Linked DNA regions of Mus musculus: all the other regions are linked to region 1. The links are chromatin contacts, called in public promoter capture Hi-C maps. All regions are on one chromosome and are shown on one strand. Each heading gives the region's core, a stretch centred on a gene start, on an enhancer-like site or on the middle of the called end of the contact. The rest is flanking DNA. Distances are from core to core; before and after follow the strand shown. Region 1 holds the start of Aspg (asparaginase). Region 2 holds the start of Tnfaip2 (tumor necrosis factor, alpha-induced protein 2). Region 3 holds the start of Cep170b (centrosomal protein 170B). Region 4 holds the start of Eif5 (eukaryotic translation initiation factor 5). Region 5 holds the start of Siva1 (SIVA1, apoptosis-inducing factor). Region 6 holds the start of Adssl1 (adenylosuccinate synthetase like 1).

The links. Promoter capture Hi-C pulls out the DNA fragments that hold promoters and counts their contacts.
Region 2: a contact with region 1 is called in a promoter capture Hi-C map of liver, with 5 times the contacts expected there. The contact joins the promoter of Tnfaip2 here to the promoter of Aspg in region 1. A contact is called at or near these places in 2 of 39 promoter capture datasets (liver and pre-B cells) and 1 of 484 Hi-C or Micro-C datasets (liver).
Region 3: a contact with region 1 is called in a promoter capture Hi-C map of pre-B cells, with 5 times the contacts expected there. The contact joins the promoter of Cep170b here to the promoter of Aspg in region 1. A contact is called at or near these places in 5 of 39 promoter capture datasets (hippocampal neurons, liver, pre-B cells and 1 more) and 1 of 115 datasets of contacts at active chromatin or transcription factors (epiblast stem cells).
Region 4: a contact with region 1 is called in a promoter capture Hi-C map of liver, with 3 times the contacts expected there. The contact joins the promoter of Eif5 here to the promoter of Aspg in region 1. A contact is called at or near these places in 2 of 39 promoter capture datasets (liver and pre-B cells).
Region 5: a contact with region 1 is called in a promoter capture Hi-C map of liver, with 4 times the contacts expected there. The contact joins the promoter of Siva1 here to the promoter of Aspg in region 1. A contact is called at or near these places in 8 of 39 promoter capture datasets (the 3T3-L1 cell line, cranial neural crest, embryonic stem cells and 4 more), 1 of 115 datasets of contacts at active chromatin or transcription factors (embryonic basal ganglia) and 2 of 9 other capture datasets (embryonic stem cells and pancreatic islet).
Region 6: a contact with region 1 is called in a promoter capture Hi-C map of liver. The contact joins the promoter of Adssl1 here to the promoter of Aspg in region 1. A contact is called at or near these places in 15 of 39 promoter capture datasets (the 3T3-L1 cell line, 3T3-L1-derived adipocytes, the C10 cell line and 9 more), 4 of 484 Hi-C or Micro-C datasets (the G1E-ER4 cell line and cerebral cortex), 8 of 115 datasets of contacts at active chromatin or transcription factors (cardiomyocytes, embryonic basal ganglia, embryonic forebrain and 4 more) and 2 of 9 other capture datasets (embryonic stem cells and pancreatic islet).

The regions. Positions count from the first base shown.
Region 1 is chr12:112,105,318-112,108,079 of GRCm38.p6, forward strand. Aspg (asparaginase) reads left to right here and starts at 1,366. Exons shown (of 15, transcript NM_001081169.1): 1 at 1,366-1,656. The coding sequence starts at 1,575.
Region 2 is chr12:111,441,241-111,444,002 of GRCm38.p6, forward strand. It overlaps Tnfaip2 (tumor necrosis factor, alpha-induced protein 2), which reads left to right and starts at 1,421. Exons shown (of 12, transcript NM_009396.2): 1 at 1,421-1,443.
Region 3 is chr12:112,720,831-112,723,592 of GRCm38.p6, forward strand. Cep170b (centrosomal protein 170B) reads left to right here and starts at 1,344. Exons shown (of 19, transcript NM_001024602.3): 1 at 1,344-1,552. It overlaps Gm46382 (proline-rich extensin-like protein EPR1), which reads right to left and starts at 1,336. Exons shown (of 2, transcript XM_017315329.2): 1 at 731-1,336.
Region 4 is chr12:111,536,775-111,539,536 of GRCm38.p6, forward strand. Eif5 (eukaryotic translation initiation factor 5) reads left to right here and starts at 1,327. Exons shown (of 12, transcript NM_173363.5): 1 at 1,327-1,465; 2 at 1,581-1,774; 3 at 2,634-2,762.
Region 5 is chr12:112,643,468-112,646,229 of GRCm38.p6, forward strand. Siva1 (SIVA1, apoptosis-inducing factor) reads left to right here and starts at 1,361. Exons shown (of 4, transcript NM_013929.2): 1 at 1,361-1,617. The coding sequence starts at 1,500. It overlaps Gm30101 (a long non-coding RNA gene), which reads right to left and starts at 1,300. Exons shown (of 3, transcript XR_381987.3): 1 at 1,215-1,300.
Region 6 is chr12:112,618,664-112,621,425 of GRCm38.p6, forward strand. Adssl1 (adenylosuccinate synthetase like 1) reads left to right here and starts at 1,384. Exons shown (of 13, transcript NM_007421.2): 1 at 1,384-1,647. The coding sequence starts at 1,456.

The DNA.
Region 1 (2,762 bases), core at 116-2,615:
GCTTCTATTGCTGTGAGAAACACCATGCCCTAAGGTAACTAGGGAGGAAAGGGTTAATTTGGCTTATGCTTCCACAACTTAGACTGCCACAAGGCAGGATCCTGGAGGCAGGAACTGACGCAGAAGCTATGGAGGAGTGCTGCTTACAGGCTTGCTCCTCATGGCTTTCTCAACCTGCTTTCTTATGTACCCCCAGGACCTCCTGCCTAAGAGTGGTACTACCCACGGTGGGTGGCCCCTCCCACACCAGTTGTATGGAAGCCTTTTCTCAGTTGAGGTTCCCTCTTCCCAAATGACTAGCTTGTGTCAAGTTGGCAAATACCAGCCAGTGTTGTTCTAGCCTTAGACCTGGGTACCTGCTCATACTGCCTGACATGTTTGTCCCATTCTGCCCTGACTCTGTCACCATGGCAGCTCTACACGGAGACCTTGGTCACCTGTGGAAGCACTATCACCTTCTTTGTGCCCTGTTTACAGCCGCTACTGTCCCCACCATAGCATTTAACCCCTTGCCATCCTGTCTCTGGAGGGCAAACTCAAGAAGAACAAGAGCTGAGTTCCCTGAACAAGAACTTGACCGCTGACTCCTCCTGGTTCCTTCGTGGCTTTAGCTTCTGAGCTGGGATATCAGCAGAGATGGCCTGCTCCTAGTCAGACTTGGTATTCTGGGTTTGTAAGTCAAATTGTGTTAACAGGGTGGGGTCTGTCCTGGGTGACAGATCAGTATTGAAGGAGATGCACAAGGGGATAAGTAGGGTCTCCAGGGGTGCTATTATAGGTTGGATTTGGGTGTTCAAAAAACAGAGAGACTAAAGACATAGCAAAACATCATGTCCCCACCCCCACCCCCACCCCACGAGGTTCAATTAGGCTCTGAACCTGTGCCACTGAGATCTTTAACTCTCAACCTCTGGGCCTGAGCTCCCAGCAAGTAATCAGGGCAGGGGATCGCTGCCCACCATCCCTTTTGAGACAGCCCCACCTTTGCCTAAAGTAGTCTGGAGGGGACATTTCTGGGGAGGGGACATTTCTGGAGATGGTGCTCAGTTCCCTCTGAAGGGCTGGGTCTGCTCCAAGTTCAGGAACACAGTAGGTGTGCTATCTCTGCATCAGGATCTCCTAGCTCTTAAGACCCTGCTCCTGCATTTCCCTGCCCTCCTGGTGCCTCTAGATCACAAGTGAGACCGGACCCTCAGAGACTCAAGGAGTTTGTGGAGAGTGTCTAGACTGGGACTGGAGAGTGGCCCTGACTGGGCATTCTGGAGGTCCCTGGCCTGAGTTAGGTAAGGCAAACCCAGAAAACCCGCCCCTTTTTGAGGCCCCACCCTCCTATGGTCTCAGCCCATCCCTAGCAGACATTCTTCCTGCCCTTTACAAGAGTCCAAGTGTCCCGCTCTCTACTTTGAAGGTGACTCCTCCTCCACACCCCGAGGTCCAGCCTACCTTGGATCTTCAATTCCCACCAACCAGAGGAGCCCCAGACCTCCAGTAAGCCCCACCCTGCAGTCCCCTCCGCTTCCCGGTCTTGTTTTCCCTTTGGCTCTGTCCCCACTGAGGAGCCAGCTGTCTCAGCCATGGCGCGTGCTATGGGACCAGAGCGGCGGCTGCTGGCCATTTACACTGGCGGCACCATCGGCATGCGGAGCGAAGGCGGAGGTAAGTCTGTGTCCCCACGCCCTAAGCAGAACAACCTCAGGGCTGGGCCACTGGGAACTCTGGGGCTGTCTCTTGAAAGGGGAGAAAGGACCCTTTCTCCTCTGGGAGCTCTGGTGGCTGGAGCCCCGGCCCTAGAAAGGGTGAGGGGCAGAGTAAATGTTCCTGACCTGAAGTTATCTATCCCTGAAGCCATGAGACTCATGGGGGGAGGAGGGACCATGGAAGGCTGCTCTGTTCTGTGCCTGGGGCGCTGGGAAGGATGCTGGAACATTCCACACCTTCTAGCCTATGAAAGCCCTTAGGGTGAGCTAGCTTCCTCTGAGGGACTAACACTGCCTCAGGCAGAGCTGCTTGCCTGCTCTCTCCCTGCAGAGAACCTTTAGTTTTCCTAAACTGAGGGCCAAGCTGGTTGCTCAAGGAGCTTGGGCACCAGGGTCAGGGGCTTGGAAGTCTGTCCTCTGACACATTCTGCTGCCTCTGGTCGAGACAACCTGGGGAATGCCCCCCGGGGACACCCCACTAGCAGGTGAGGTCGTGGCCAATTTGCTTAGCCTTCACTGGACTGATGACAAAGCAACAGCACCCATTAAGAAGCTGAACGCTAGCGGGTCAGTTACTGCAGTGGGCACCGTGTGTGCTGTTGGGTTGTAGTGGGGCCACTCTCTGAGGGCTCCTTTGAGAACACAGGCTCCTGGAAGGAGTGGCTGCTGGGCTGAGGAAGAAGTGTGGCCAGACCAGGACGTGCAGTGTGAGGAAAGGAGAGAGGAACCCAGCACACAGCTTAGAGAGGAGGCTTCAGAACTGCCTAGAACAGGGACTGGCCCTATGCACCGGGACCTTGTCCCACCTGGACTCTTCCCCTCTCGGCTTGACACTTGGGCGACTTCAGTCCTGTTGAACCTAATTGGTGTGGCCCAAGCTAAGGGACCAGTGGACTCTGCGCACAGTCCCACCTGTGGTGACACTGTGCCTCGTGCCCCTTGGATGTCCCCGTGTGTGCTACAGTGGAAGAACATGATGGGTCAGGAAAGTGCAATGAATCCTTGAAGGCCCAGGTCAGTAAGGTGTGGGTTTTCAGATGGGTGAAGGTCTTCTAGGCCCCTTAC
Region 2 (2,762 bases), core at 171-2,670, 660 kb before region 1:
GAGCGGAGGCTGGATACTCTGGGGAGGTCATACGATGTGTCGAGAGGCCGCTAGGAGGTAGAAGGCTGGAAGTAGAAGGCCTGGGTTCTCATCCTCTTTCTATATTTGGATGGGATTGTGGGTACAGTCCTAGGGTCTTTGTCTTCCCTTGTGGAGCAGAGGCAACACCCAGCTTGGACCCTGGAGGCTCAATAGAAATATCACCCATTAGGACCTCAGGGAGAAGAGGAAGCGTGCGGTTTGAGTTTTGAGACAGGCTCTCATTGCGTAGCCCTGGCTACCTGGAACTTGCTCTGTAGACCAGGATGGCCTCAAACTCAGAGATCTGTCTGCTCTGCCTCCCAAGTGCTGAGATTGAATGTGTGCACCACTCCCGCCCGGCAGCCTTCTGTTCTTGCCTCCTACAACCTACCATGGTATAGGATGGAGGAGAGTCTTCTTAAACCTGGCACTTGGCCACTGCTCCCCAGGAGGAAGAGGAAGTTCTGGGTTTCCAGGGACAACCCCTTAACATAACCCACCCACTCAGCTGCCCTTCCCTCTTTCCTCAAAGCTCTGTGCTTAGACAGGCAGGGAAAGAAGAGAGGGCCCAAACAAAAGATGGGGAGGAGCCGAGCTCCAAGTAGAGGCAAAAAAGAAGCTGGTGTCTAGCAGGGAAATTCCTGAGTGAGCCCATCTTCCAGAGGGCAGAAATTCCCCTTTCTACACTAGCCTACAACCCCACCTTCCCCAAGGTGGGAAGACCCCCGAGAAAAGACCCCCGAGAAAAGGCCCGCAGAAGGGAGTGCTGAGGATCACCCCCAGCCCCATCCTGGAAAATCTTGTCACTGGGAGCCCTGGAGAAGGAGGCTCAGGTGAGGGCTGTCTGTCATTTCTGTGTAACCTCAGGATAATGATGAAGATGGGCCCCATCACTCAAGGCTTGGTGATGAGAGGTTTTGAGAGGTCCCACTACCAGTCGTGTGCCCAGCTGCCTTAGGACACCTCCTCCGGGAAGCTTTCCTTCCAGACTTTCAAGGACACAGGGGTGCTCAGAGCGGTAACAACACTTGGCAGAGGCGTTGAGATGGAAGAGGGCACTCCCCAGACCTAAGTAGGTGCTGACTGTGTGACGCGGGACAGAGGCTTTGTGCGTGCGCCCCTGCTAGGTAGCCAATCAGAGACCGTGGTGCGACAACAGCTCTCCGCTAAGCGGAACTCGTGGCTCCCTGTGCACGCACATCAAGACCACTCTTTCCAGGCTATTGGGAACAGCAAAGTGACCCCGCCCCTCTCTCTACCGGCCCGGCCCCGCCCCCAACACTGGACTCGCCGGGCCGAGGCGTCCGCCAGCGGATTTTCCGCGGTTGCGGTTGGTGGAGCAGGCAGAGTCTGGGCGGAGCCTGCGACTATTTTAGGAGGGCCCCTCCAGGGTCGGGACTAAGGCGTCCTGTCCTGGACACAGTAAGTGACCTCTGCCGCTGTGCCTCTGTCCCTGCCGCTCTACGTAGCTTCCCTTCCAGTCCTGACACAGAGTGTCGGACAGGATTCGCCGGGGGAATGGCCCTGAGTGGCCAAGGGGACGCGGGCGGGATATTTCGAGGTCCCTTGACCTCCAGCATACGCACTGCTAGGGACTTACAGGCGTTACTCTGAGCCCCTCACACCAGGGTCCGGAATCCCCGCGCGCAGCGAAAGTTTCTTAAGTGTTGTAGGGACTGGGACAAAAGTGAGGGAGTCTCGGGTTTACAAAAGGAAGGTCCCAGCACCCGCGGGACTCCCTGTCCGGATGATCTCTTGTGGGGCAAGAGTCAGTAAGTTAGTTGCAAGATCAGTGAGGTTCTCTGTGGTGTCTAGAATTGAGGGAGGTGACACCATCCAGCCACCAGATGCAGCCCTCCCATGTGTCTCTGAGACCCCTTCGTGCCTCTGCGGGCCCGGCTTGGTGATGCTTTAAACAGCATCTCATTACTCCTGCTGCCTTTCCCCTCTGCAGTCAGGGATACAGGGGAACTTGCTTTCTAAGGCCCACCCAGTGCCAGGCTTCTGATTTTGCCACATCCTCTGAGCAGCACTGAGAAAGGAGTGAGGGGAGGGCTCGTTCTCATTTTACAAACGGGAAAACCGAGACATACTGAGGAAGAATGTTGTTTAGCCCTAATCCTGGTGAGAAGTGTAGCTGAGCCCGCAGATGCTCCTCCCTTTTATACCAATAGCCTCTGACACTGAAGGGCAACTGGGGCCAGACATTCAGGTCAGCAGCTCCATCAGCCAGGCCAGCCCTTATGGGTGTTTGCCATGCGAGTGGGATAGGTTGGCACAGGCTTTAAAAACTGCCTGGCCCTATCTCAGGCCTCATGAGGTTAACGAGAGAGAGGGCTCTCTCTGCTCAGGGCACCTGGTGAGGATGATAAGAGCTGGGGTAGAGGAGCCCAGGCTTTCTGTCCAATCAGGGTGCTTTACCCATGCCCCAGTTATGAGATAAGCCCCTCAGGAATCTATCCCGAACCTGGGCAGTTGAGCTGGTGGAGGCGGAGATGGTGTGGGAAAGGGCCCTTAAAGTGTGTTGTGTTTGGGCAAGCACCTCCCCTCCGCAGTTTCCGGGGTTCTCCTTCGTGATGGTGGGTCTTCCCACTTGCCTTACCGGGAGCTGTTCCTGGATCACGCCAGGTCATTTTGAAGAAATGAAGCTACAGCTTGGGGTTTTTATCCTTGAAGGATGGGGCAGGGAAGCCACCTCCTGGTAATGGGTCACACCGTTTACCAGAAAGGCCCTCCTCCTG
Region 3 (2,762 bases), core at 94-2,593, 620 kb after region 1:
GGAAGACAGGAACGTACCCAGCCCTCCTCTTTCCAGTACCTGACAAGTCTCCTCTGCCTCCATCTCTTCCAGTTCCTGGCCTCTCCCTGGAGTCCTGGCCTCCCCCTCAAAGTACTCCCGTTTGCCCACAAAGACATCTAGAGCTCTCTCCAAGGCCTTCATCTCATCAGGTCTCAGCTGGCACAAACTTCCTGAGCCCCACTGTCCTTGGGATGACATCCAAAATTGGTCACGAGGCTACAGGTTCCTCCTCTGTCCATACCGCAAGCCAGGCTCCCCCATTTGGGCCTGTACTATAAGCTCGCACAGCCAGGCCCAACAACCTAGCACATTCTCATGCAGTTTTTCCTATCTGTCTCCTCTTGGCGGGCTTGCCTCTACTCTCGAGTTGTGTAGAACCCCTTCCACCTCCTTCTACAGGGCAGGGATGGGCAACTGTGCCCGCTGGCTTTGGAGCCTGGGCGGGGTGGATTGGGTTCACGAAGCTCCTGTACCAGCAGGATAAAGCGCACATTCCTAGGCCTGGAGTTCTGCTCTGCATTCCACTTCCGCCAAGGCCCTCACTAGTACCCTTCAACGGGAATGCAGGAATGCACTCTGAACAGTACTTTCTCCACCACTCTGCAAAGCCGCTCCGCCCCACGCTAATCCTTTCCCCCTTGGCACTAGAGGGACACCTGATACCTCCATTGTTGCACCAGGCACCAGCCAGCGGCCGGTGAGAACTTACCTCAGGAACTGGGAGAGCCTCCGGAGTTCCCCGCCCCTCCCCGTCCAGCCCACTGTGACATCCAGGTACGTTGGTGTCTTTGCCCACCATCCTGTCCCGAGCCCGTGGCCTATCCTGCAACGTCGAGGGCGCAGGAGGAAGAGACCCAGCTGGACGCACAGGCCTCTGGGATCCATCCTACTTCCTTCGCCCTGCACCCCTCCACTGGGCTGAAAGGCCAAAGGTTGGGGCTGGGAGAGCGGCTGGAGCTCGGGCTTCTGGAATGTGGTTAAATGTTAACTATTCGGCTCTGGGACAGGACGCTGGGCAGCCGTACGCCCTTTCTCGCAACCCTGGGATAGCCAGCGCCAGAGAGAAGGGGGTCTGAATGCACAGGGTGGCGGAGATGCGCCGCCCCAGGCTGGGCCGGGGACAAAGGTGATCGCCCGTTCCTGGTTGCCCGATCCGGTGCGCCGGGACGGGTGGACGGAACGGGAGGGGCCGCGCGTAACCTCTGGGGCGGCGCTGCGGAGTCCAGCTCACCTGCTGAGGCTGGCCCGCCCTAACCTGGTTTCCGGGGGGCGGGGCGTCGCGGGGCGGGGCATCACGGGGGCGGGGCGCGCCGGGGCGGAGCGTGTCGCGGCAGACGTCAGGGGACCCGCCGCGCGAGGCCGCGGTCCGGCGCTCTGCCCGTGGGCTCGGCCGGGGCTGCCGCCAGCGTGCGGGCCGCGCCGGGCATGTCCTAGGCGGCGGCCCCGCCCAGCGCTCGGCCGGGCGGGCAGAGGGCCGGGCTGGGCCGGGCAGCGTCCGGGCGGGCGAGCCGCGGGCCTGGCGGGAGCACAGGTAGGACGCAGGAGGGGCCGCGCCAGCCCTGCGCCCACGGCGGCAGGGCCTCCAGCAGGGCACCTGCGTGCCTCCAGGCCACACCGGGGCGGGCGGGGCTGGACAAAAGCGGCGGTGAGGAAGGGGCTGGGCGAGGGCCCGGCACACCTGGCCCGGCCAGCGCTTGCCGATGCTGCCCATGTCTGCGCGCGCCCGGGAGGGGCCTCCTGGCACCGGCGACAAGGCCTGGCCCCGCGCATGTCTACGCGGCCTGCCGAGCTGGTAGACCTGGGCGCCCGGTCCCCGCCCGGGCAGGGCCAGCGCTGATTCAGGATACAACGCCGCTCCCTCCCCCTCTGGGCCTGGCGCGCCTGCCCGCCTCCCGGCCTCCTCCCGGGTGCCCGGTCCCCCCTCCTTCTGCGGTCCCTCCCTCCGTCTTCCTTCTCTTCTCTCCTTTCCCTTTAGCCGCCACCGTCTCCCTGCTTTCTCTGCCTCTGGGCTGTCCGCGGCCAGGAGGGGACCTCCTCCTGTCTGCTCCTTTCAGCCACGGGGCTGCTCCCTGCCTCCCACTGTCTCTCAGCATCTGCATCGCCACCTCCTCCTTCACCTTCGGGTGGTGGCTCTTCTGCTTGGCGCGGCTGAGGGGACAAGTTTGGGGTGTTTATTATTCTCCCTCCTAGCAACGATGGCCGGGCTAAGCCTAGCCCCAAACCTCCTACAGCAAGCCCTGGCTCAGAAGCCTTTCCAAGTTGGACTGGCGGTGGCAGTGGTCACCCCATGACCAGGCTCTGGGGGTTGGCCTCCCTCTCCTCTAAGGGTGTCCCCGTGCCTGCTGTCCACAGTGAGATGATGGCAGGCAGGTGATGTCAGAGTAGGAGACATCCAGGCTGGGTGGGGCTGGGAGGCTCAGTGACGCCCTGGGTCTGGGGCCTGGGGGGGGGGGGGGCTCCCTCCACAGCCCTGACACCTTTGCCAGTAGGATTGGGTCTTTCTGAGAGTTGGGGCTATGGATACCCAGTGAGGTCCTAGAGGCTGCAAGGGCATTGAAATCTTGCCCCTTTAGCCCTTGCCTCTCAAGCTGGGCCCTAAGGAAAGGGGACCTCAGAGCAGGGTATGGGTATGTTCCTGACCACCTGGAGCTGTTTTCTGGGGAGGCAGGTTTCTTTTCTCCATCTTCCTCCTGCTTCCTGAAGGAGTGCTGTGGGCCTTCACAGATGGACAGAGCCCTGTG
Region 4 (2,762 bases), core at 77-2,576, 570 kb before region 1:
AGACAAGCCTCTTACCTCGGACTGGTTTCACACCCTTTTCTGAGAGTTTCTAAAATATTGCCATTTGAGTTCAGCCAAGCAAAAACTCAATCTTTTCCAATACTGCCAAGTCATGATCCATGGCTCACAGAGGCACTGCCTGAGATCTTTCCACTTTAACGAGGGGGAACCTGGATAAGCACAGAGCCGTAAAAACTGTAGAGCCATGGACTGTGAAATAAAAGCTACAGAAGAGACACAAATCTTTCAGTTCTGCATCTTGTCTTTAGTCTCCCTCACGGACATGGTCAATTAGCTTTACAGAGCTTTTAAGTCATGGGGAAATAACCTTGGATTTGGGCAAAATAAAATTGATCTTTCCATTTTAACCTTGTTACAAATTCTACTGGCGTAGAACAAAGGGCAGCCCTTCTTCCACAACACTGCTCTTTCTCCCCATCCAGGAAACCAGGCAGCTGCTGACTAAGCCAGGCTGCTGCTCTCAGAAGCCCTGGGAAGGTGGAACAGGTATTTCTATATTATTAGTTGGACTCTGGGATGATTTCAACTCTCAGTCGAAACTTTTACCAAAAAAAGAAGTTTTTTTTTTCTTTTAAATAATGGAAGAGTGTCTAGGAAAGAAAAAGTCCGGGCTCCTCTTCCGAACATAAATTGTTAGTAAATAAAACACTGTTGCCTCCTCGGGTGCACCTGCAGGGAGTCACAGTCACCAACCAGCCTGGCCTTTACAGACCGGGCTGGGCTGGACGGGGTGGCCCTACGTGGCGACTGAGCCCCGAGGCGGGGGGATGGCCAAACCTCGAGGCACAGCCGGACCTGACTGGGGTCGAGACCACCCTAAGTTGCGCGGGGACCCAAGCTACACAAAAAAAGGTTTCTATCGTGGGAAACCTCAGAGCCACAACCGCGGAGTCTCGGCTCGGCGGCGGCTTGGCTCCCCGAGCTCAGGGAGAGGCACCATATGGGATGACAGGCACGGGCCAGGCAGCAGGAAGGGTGGTGGGAAAGAGGCAAGGGGAGCCGCAGTGTCGGGAGCCTCCTGGCGCGGTCCAGATGAGCAGTTAGATCACGCGTGGCCCACAGAGAAGCACCGTGGACATAGCCGGCCCGGCCCCGCCCCGAGAGAGGACTAGGCAGGCGCCATAGTGCCTGAACGCATAAACTCAGAGCGAGCCGGGCTATCGCGAGACCGCGAAGGCCTCTGGGAAGGACGGAGTTGGGGGGGGGAAGGGAAGGGAAGGAAGCTGGGACAGGCAGGAGGCGGGCCGAGACCACGAGTGGAGCCCCAGGAAGTGGAGGGCGGAGAAGCGTGAGATCGACGTGCATGCGAGCCAATGACAAGAGAAGTTGGGAGGGCCTGCGGCCAATAAGCGGTGGCTGCCCGGTACAAGGGGCGGGCTCCGGGGCCGAGGGTAGCTTGAGCGCGGCGGCGGCGTTGTTCAGTCAGAGCGAGAACATTCCAGAGGTGAGTCCGCGGGGGGCGGTGGCCCGCGCCCCTGCCCTGCGCTCCCGCCCCTCCACCCCGCGGGCCGCCGGCGGGGGCAGGCGCCGCCCGCCGCTCACTGCCTTGTCCCCGCCAGGTCGCCAGGCTCGGCGCTGCTGGTGTGGACGCGGACGTCGCTGGGACAGTCCCTCCCGCTGCTCGGCGGCGGCACCTGCCCAGCCGCCCCTCCGCTCGCCGCCGGCCCCGCCGCTCCGGACCCGGTTTCCAGCGCCTCTTCCTCCCAGTCCCGGGCGAGCCGCGTTGGGTTTATGTCTTTATTTGACGAAAACGGTGAGTCGCGGGCGGCGGGCCATGGCGGCGGCAAGATGGCGGCGCGGCCGCGTGACCCGCCGCGCGTGTGGCGCAGTTTGGGGGGGGCCGGGCCGTGCGGGAGCGCGCCCGCGCGCGCGCCGTGGCTGAGTCAGGCCCGGGGCGCGTTTGTGACTCAGGGAGGCCGCACCTCTGCCCCGCCGGCCGCCGGAAGGGGGAGGCCGGGCGACGGGCTGCGACCGTCGCGTAGCCATGGGGACGAGGGCGAAGGTCGGCCGTGCGCCGAGGGAGCGAGGGGAGGGAGCCCGGGCGCGGCTTCGGCCGTGGTCCTCGTGCTCCGACGGAGCCAATGGCTCCCAGCCTGGACTTGCCGCCCTGAAGCCCCCGGAGTCGCCGAAGCCGCCCCTCGGCGGTTGGCAGGTCCGGCTCGACGTTTCCCGTTTTACCACGATGGCAGCCGGGGGAGGCGCCATCGGCGAAGTTGGTGGCCCCCGGGCCTGAAGTGAGGGAGAGAAAGGGCCCGGATCCCCTTTTCGGCAGTTACAACGCTGTCGCTCGGCCGGGGCAACCCATGACTCGCCGGTGGCCTTTGATGTGACAATCTCCCGGCGGCTGAGGGAGCAGGGTTTGTGTTCCGTGTTGTCCTCCTCGTTTCGAGCAGTTTCCCTGCCAGTCACAACCCGTGTCAAAATGGTGGCCTCCTGGGTTCCTGGAGTTGTGCTTTGTTACATGGGGATGTCAGCTGTTTTCTCACAAGGACTCGGGCTGTTAGAGCTCGGAGTGTTAGTTGTGTGAGGGACTCGGGGACGGGAAGTTGTCCCGGGGAGGAGTGATGCTAAACCTGTAGGGTTGTTGTGTGTTTTCTCCTTTTCTCTTTCAGAGCTGTTGCGCAGCCATTGGTACCTGTATTGGGGAAACATAGCATACAAGCAAGAAGCTTACAGCCTCAGTGGCGAAAATTTTTTCATGTCAGAGACCGAGAACTCTTGCAGTCGTTTATGTCATCCCT
Region 5 (2,762 bases), core at 111-2,610, 540 kb after region 1:
AACATGAACAACAGCCTTCTTAGTGGTGGTTCCTGGGACAGGTCGCTGGATTTAAGCCATGCAGTAGGGGACAAACGCATGACTCCACACAGAGGTATCATCCATTCTGCACAGTTCTACAACCGGGGAAACCACCATTTGGGGGTGGGGGTGGGGGTGGGGAAGCACAGCAGTCAGTAGTCACTGGACCCTATTGTCCTATTTAGAATTGTGCTCCTTCTTTATGTCGAAGGCCTAACTCCCAAGAGTCAGAGTGTGATTGTATCTGGATACAGTTTTTTGTTCGGTATTTTGAGACTGGGTCTCTCTACCTAGCCCAGGCTGGCCTCCAACTCACAGAGATCAGCCTGCCTCTGCTTTCTGAGAGCTGGGATTAAAGGTGTGAGCCAACACACAGGGCTGGTGGATATAGTCTTAAAGAGTTAAAACAGGGTCCTTAGGGCAGAACTTAATTCAAAGTACTGGGTGTTATTATGAGATGAGGACACACACACACATCCAGTAAGGACACAAAAGTTTTTATTTGTAGATTCTGGAAGACAGAAGCCTGCAGAGAACCTGACACTTTGATCAGAGACTTCCATTCTACAAAGTCTGGAGAATTAACGGGTGCTGTGTGTACACTCCGGGTCTCCTGTACTCCAAGATGAGCACAAAACTTAATGCACCCGAATAACTGACGTTCCGATTGTGTAGAAATAGAAGGACTGAGAAACCCCTCAGCATCACTGTTTTGCCTGTTCAACATGTTAGAAGACACCACAATATTTTTAAATCCTGACCAGCGGACCCGCAGGTGACGCCATAAACCCTCAGGCTCCCTGCCCAAGATCAGACCTAAGGGAACACAAGAGGAACTCGTAGGGGAAGATGGGTGCCCGTATCCACTAAGATCAGGAGCTGGGACAAAACCCGCCACCCTACTGTTTGATACTGATATCTCACCTATCACCTATCACCGTTGCTTAGCGACAACAGAGCCTTCAGGCTTTTCGCGCGCTGAGCCCCGCCCTCGATCTCGTGCTGGTTTATGCAGAGCCCCTTAGCACACGAGTCCCGCCCCCAACGTAGCATCCCGCTAATCCCGCGCCCCACCCCAGAGCCCCGCCTCTTAGTTCCCGGCCTATCCTGAGCTGTGACATAAACTAGCCCCGCCCCAACACAACCCCCCCCCCCCTCGGCCTATCCCGTGCCACGCCTTGCGCAGACCTCACCTCGCCGCGCCAGCGCCCTTGGCCTTTTCCCGCGCCCTGCATTCCAGCCACTGCCTCCCTCAGCCTATCCCTCGCCGTTAACTGCGTAAGTCCCGCCCCCGACGTCACTCCGGCCTATCCCGCGCAGCGGGGCCCGTTTGAGGCGAGCCCCCAGCCTTTCTCCGGCCTATTGGGCGCCGCGCCCTCGTCGGCTCGGGCCTCCGCCGCGGTCCGAGGGCGCCGTGACGTGTGCTCGGCGCGCGGCGCGCTGCGCGCTGCTGAAGGCTGTGTCTGGTACCCGCTACCATGCCCAAGCGGAGCTGCCCGTTCGCAGACGCAGCCCCGCTCCAACTCAAAGTCCACGTGGGCCTGAAAGAGCTGAGCCACGGTGTGTTCGCCGAGCGCTACTCACGCGAGGTCTTCGGTGAGTGTGGACTTCCGTGGGTAGAGCGCGCTACGCCGCGCAGGGCAGCGGGAGACCGCGGGAGCGTCCCGAGCGCTCACGGTGGATGCTGCTTCAGGCGGCTCCCGGAGAAATCCGAGTCGGACCCGAGTGCTGCCGAGCGGACTAGCCTAGCGCGGGACCGACGCGGGGACTGGGTTCGAGTGGGCGTGATGGCGTAGACTGCCCTGAGCCCTCGCAAGTGGCCTTTGTAGCGGATGGATGTTGCTGAGCATTGCCTTGCAGTGATGGCTTTCTGGGGCAGGTGTAACGCAGTGTACCGTAGCTTGGCGCAGTTTGCGGCCGTATAACTTTGAGCGGTGCCGCTGCGCCTTTGGAATGTGCGGGAAAACAAACTCCCTACGCAGCCCCAGTATTTGTCCTTTCCCTCTCTGTACTCTGGGAATGCAAACTCAAGTGCTGAGACGCAGGGGCGATGCGTGAAGGGACAGGACTGAGCTGCAAAGAGTGTGCCTCCCCCCACGCCCCCCAGTCTAGACATGGCCTGGCGTCGTGGCTTGTTTTTTGACGCCAGCACTCAGAAGGGAAAGGCATGGGCTTTATGGTGAGATGTCTTAAAACAGCAATAACAATGCAAACACGGCCCAGAAAATGCCTCAGCTGGTTAAAGTGCAGTCTATGCAAGCCTGGACATGAGTCAGGTCCCAAGAACATACAGTAGGAGAGAATTCCTGAAAGTTGTCTTCCGACCACACTCATAGTAACTAAATAGCCAAGTAAATTAATTTTTTTTAAATGTAAGCATGCAGTTGAAAAGAAGGCCTAAGTGTTAATTGGAACCTAACAGCCTGGCTCTACCCTTCTGAGGACTTGTGTGTTGGAGCATTTGCCAGGCCACTCAGAGCCAGCCAGTCAGGAAGGGGTGCAGGGCTCTAGCGAGTTTTATAGTACACACAGTTTACCAAAACCCCAGCCCACACTCTGGACTCTGCTGGACCAGGAGGCCTTAAGGAGAAAATTGCTCTCATAATGGAATGTGGGTTTGAGCCCCACCTGTGTTAAGAGTACCCCTCCAGGAACTCTTCCCATTTCTTGTTTTTCAGACAGGCTTTCACCGTGTATCTTAGCCTGGCCTTGAACTTAAGTAATTCTGTCTTAAAGTAGGA
Region 6 (2,762 bases), core at 134-2,633, 510 kb after region 1:
GTGTAACATTCTGCCAGCCTCTCTCCTCCCTCAGTCCTCAGAAGCTGCTGTGCCCCCTACCCTTCCTCCTGTGACAACCCCCCCCATATTCTCCTGTTTACCCCTTGTCTCCGTTCCTGCATCAGCCTTCTCTGCCTGCTTTGCCTTCTGAGCACACCTTCCTGAAAGACCTTATCAGGGATTTCTGCCTGTCCCAGCCACTGCTCAGGAGATCTTGGCCTGAACCACTAACTCTAGATGCCACGTCTACTCGCTTGCCCCCTCCCCACTGTGGCACTGAGTGAGGTAGAGAAGGATATTGTAATCTGCACACAAAGACTGTAAGGCTCTTCTAAGAAGTAGTGTCCAGATCCGAGGCCCTGACTGCTTCAGCCATAGCAACTGAAGAGAGTGTCTATGTCCCTATGTGAAACAGAAGACACAGACCACCATGACCTGCACAGCCAGGGAGGGTAGCAGCAGTGTGGCTGAGGCTGACTGGGAATAGCCTCTCTTCCCCAAGCTGGGGGAGGGGGGGTGTCAGTCCCCCAGAGGGTGTGTCTAGTCTCACTGGTCTTGTGACAGTCCTGCGAACTGCCCCCAGGACAACTAGGAGCCTGACTGCTCTGTGAACCTGTCCCAGGGGTCAGTTAGCACACCCTGGAAGGACACGCACCAGTGGGGGGCTGGGGGGAGCATGCCACACAGGCCTCCCAGCCTCAGGACTTTCCCTTGTCCCTGTTTCCAGTCTGGACTGAGTGGCAGAAACCATCGACCCCGAGGTCTCTTGGAAAGTTGAATCCTCCTCTGCTCCTGTGTCCCTCAAGTTGCTCTGACCCCGAGCGGATGTGGGTACTTCATCTTACACTTGGCGCTGGGCTAGTAGCTAGCTACAGCCACCCAAGAGCTGCATATCCTGGGCCAGCAGGGGTGACTATGTGGCCTGGTGGAGAGAGATCGTCTTAGTTAAGGTGACTTTCTGGGCGGCTCTCAGGAGAACCGTTCCTGGTCCTGGACTCGAGGTTCAAGACGGGAAAACAGGTGATCCCGCAGGCAGATCCTCCAGATTAACGGCAAAGAAACATCTGTGGTTCTGCTTTTGTTAACCGCTCTCTTGCCCCGGAAAAAGCAGCCTCCTCCGCTGTTTGTGCAACCCCAAACCCTAGTCCTAGCAGGCCAGTGGGCAGGGGTAGAGTCCGGGTCGTGCAGCACTGGCACCTCTCACGTCCTAGGGTGTTCTGAGTCATCTGCTTGCCCAAGTCGTGTCGGGGCGTCTAGCACCCTAAGTGCGCGCCATCTGCAGCGACAGCGGCAGGGACAGGGAGCTGTGGCCGCAGGTCACCGAGGTGCGTCACCGCGTGCGCAGGACCCGCCCCCGGCCCGCCCCCCTCTCTAGGCGTCCGCATTTAATGGAGCGAGAGCTCTGGCGGCGGCGGGCTCTCGCTTGGCCCAGAGCAGCAGAGGAGCTAAGCCAGCATGTCCGGGACCCGAGCCTCCAACGACCGGCCCCCCGGCACAGGCGGAGTCAAGAGGGGGCGGCTGCAGCAGGAGGCGGCGGCGACAGGCTCCCGCGTGACCGTGGTGCTGGGCGCGCAGTGGGGGGACGAGGGCAAAGGCAAGGTGGTGGACCTGCTGGCCACGGACGCCGACATCGTCAGTCGCTGCCAGGTGCGGGCCAGGCGCCGAGTCCCTCCCTAACCTGCCCAGCGAGCCTCTCCCCTTCCCCGGGATCCGGACGAACCCCTTCCTCCTGTGCCCTGAGTGGGTCACAGCCTTTTGGATTCCTCCCTCCCAGGAGTACCTTCCCCACTGCCTAAGTCCTCCTTCCCACACACACCCTCTCACACAAAGCTCTTGGCCTCCCACCACCCACCCACCTCCTCCCCAGGGCAATGGCAGGAGCCCGAGCTAAAAATATAAGTCGCTGAGTTGAGGACATGGGATCCTCAGGGGTAGGGCGTTCCAGGGCGGTGATGGTGGGCCCTCCAGTGGGGAAAGCCCCAACGGGGTGGGTCGAGGTACCCTAAGATGCAGCAAAGGGTGAGAGCTGCTTTCTGAGAAGGGGGGTGTCCTCGGCGAGTCAGCCAGGCAGAGACAGGATGAAGATAGGTTTCTAACCTAGAGGAACGCAGGGTCAGGAGCCTAAAGCAGAGTTCAAAGGGGTCTGGCTGACATGGAGAAAGGAGGAGTCACAGATTTCCCGGGCAGGGTGTGACCCGGTGGCTGGTAGTGCTCAGAGAAGGCCAGAGACAGTCTTTGTGCCCTTGGCCAGCTGCAAAGTGCTCTGAGCACCCACATTTGTTCTGACTGACTCTGGACAGCGGGTGGGTACTCTCCTAGGGCTAGCTGCCTGCTCTCCTTAAGTCTCTGTGGTGTTGAGCTGCAGCTAACAGCCACACTGCCTCTGCGGTGCCATCCTCAGCACAGAGGGCTCGGTTTGAGGGAAGATACTCTGTGATACTGGGTTTGGAGCCACACTTATGGCTGCTGACCCAAATGAAGGTGGGAACACCTGCTGGAGTTCTGTCTCCCTGGTTCTGTGGCTTTCTTGCTGAGTTCCCGAGGACTCCTAGGAGGCCTCCGGAGGCATAGCTTGGTTCCCTGGGCCACATTTGCCCAGCTGGGGATGAGGATTTCTGGAAACTCTCTTAAGAATGAGGAGCTACCCTGCTCTCTCACCCTGTTCACCCCTCTCCCTTGAAGTCTCTAGGTCCTAAGGACAGACCTTGGGCCTCCTAAGCCCTACACCTTGCATGCATTGTCCAGCTATGTGTATGTAACTG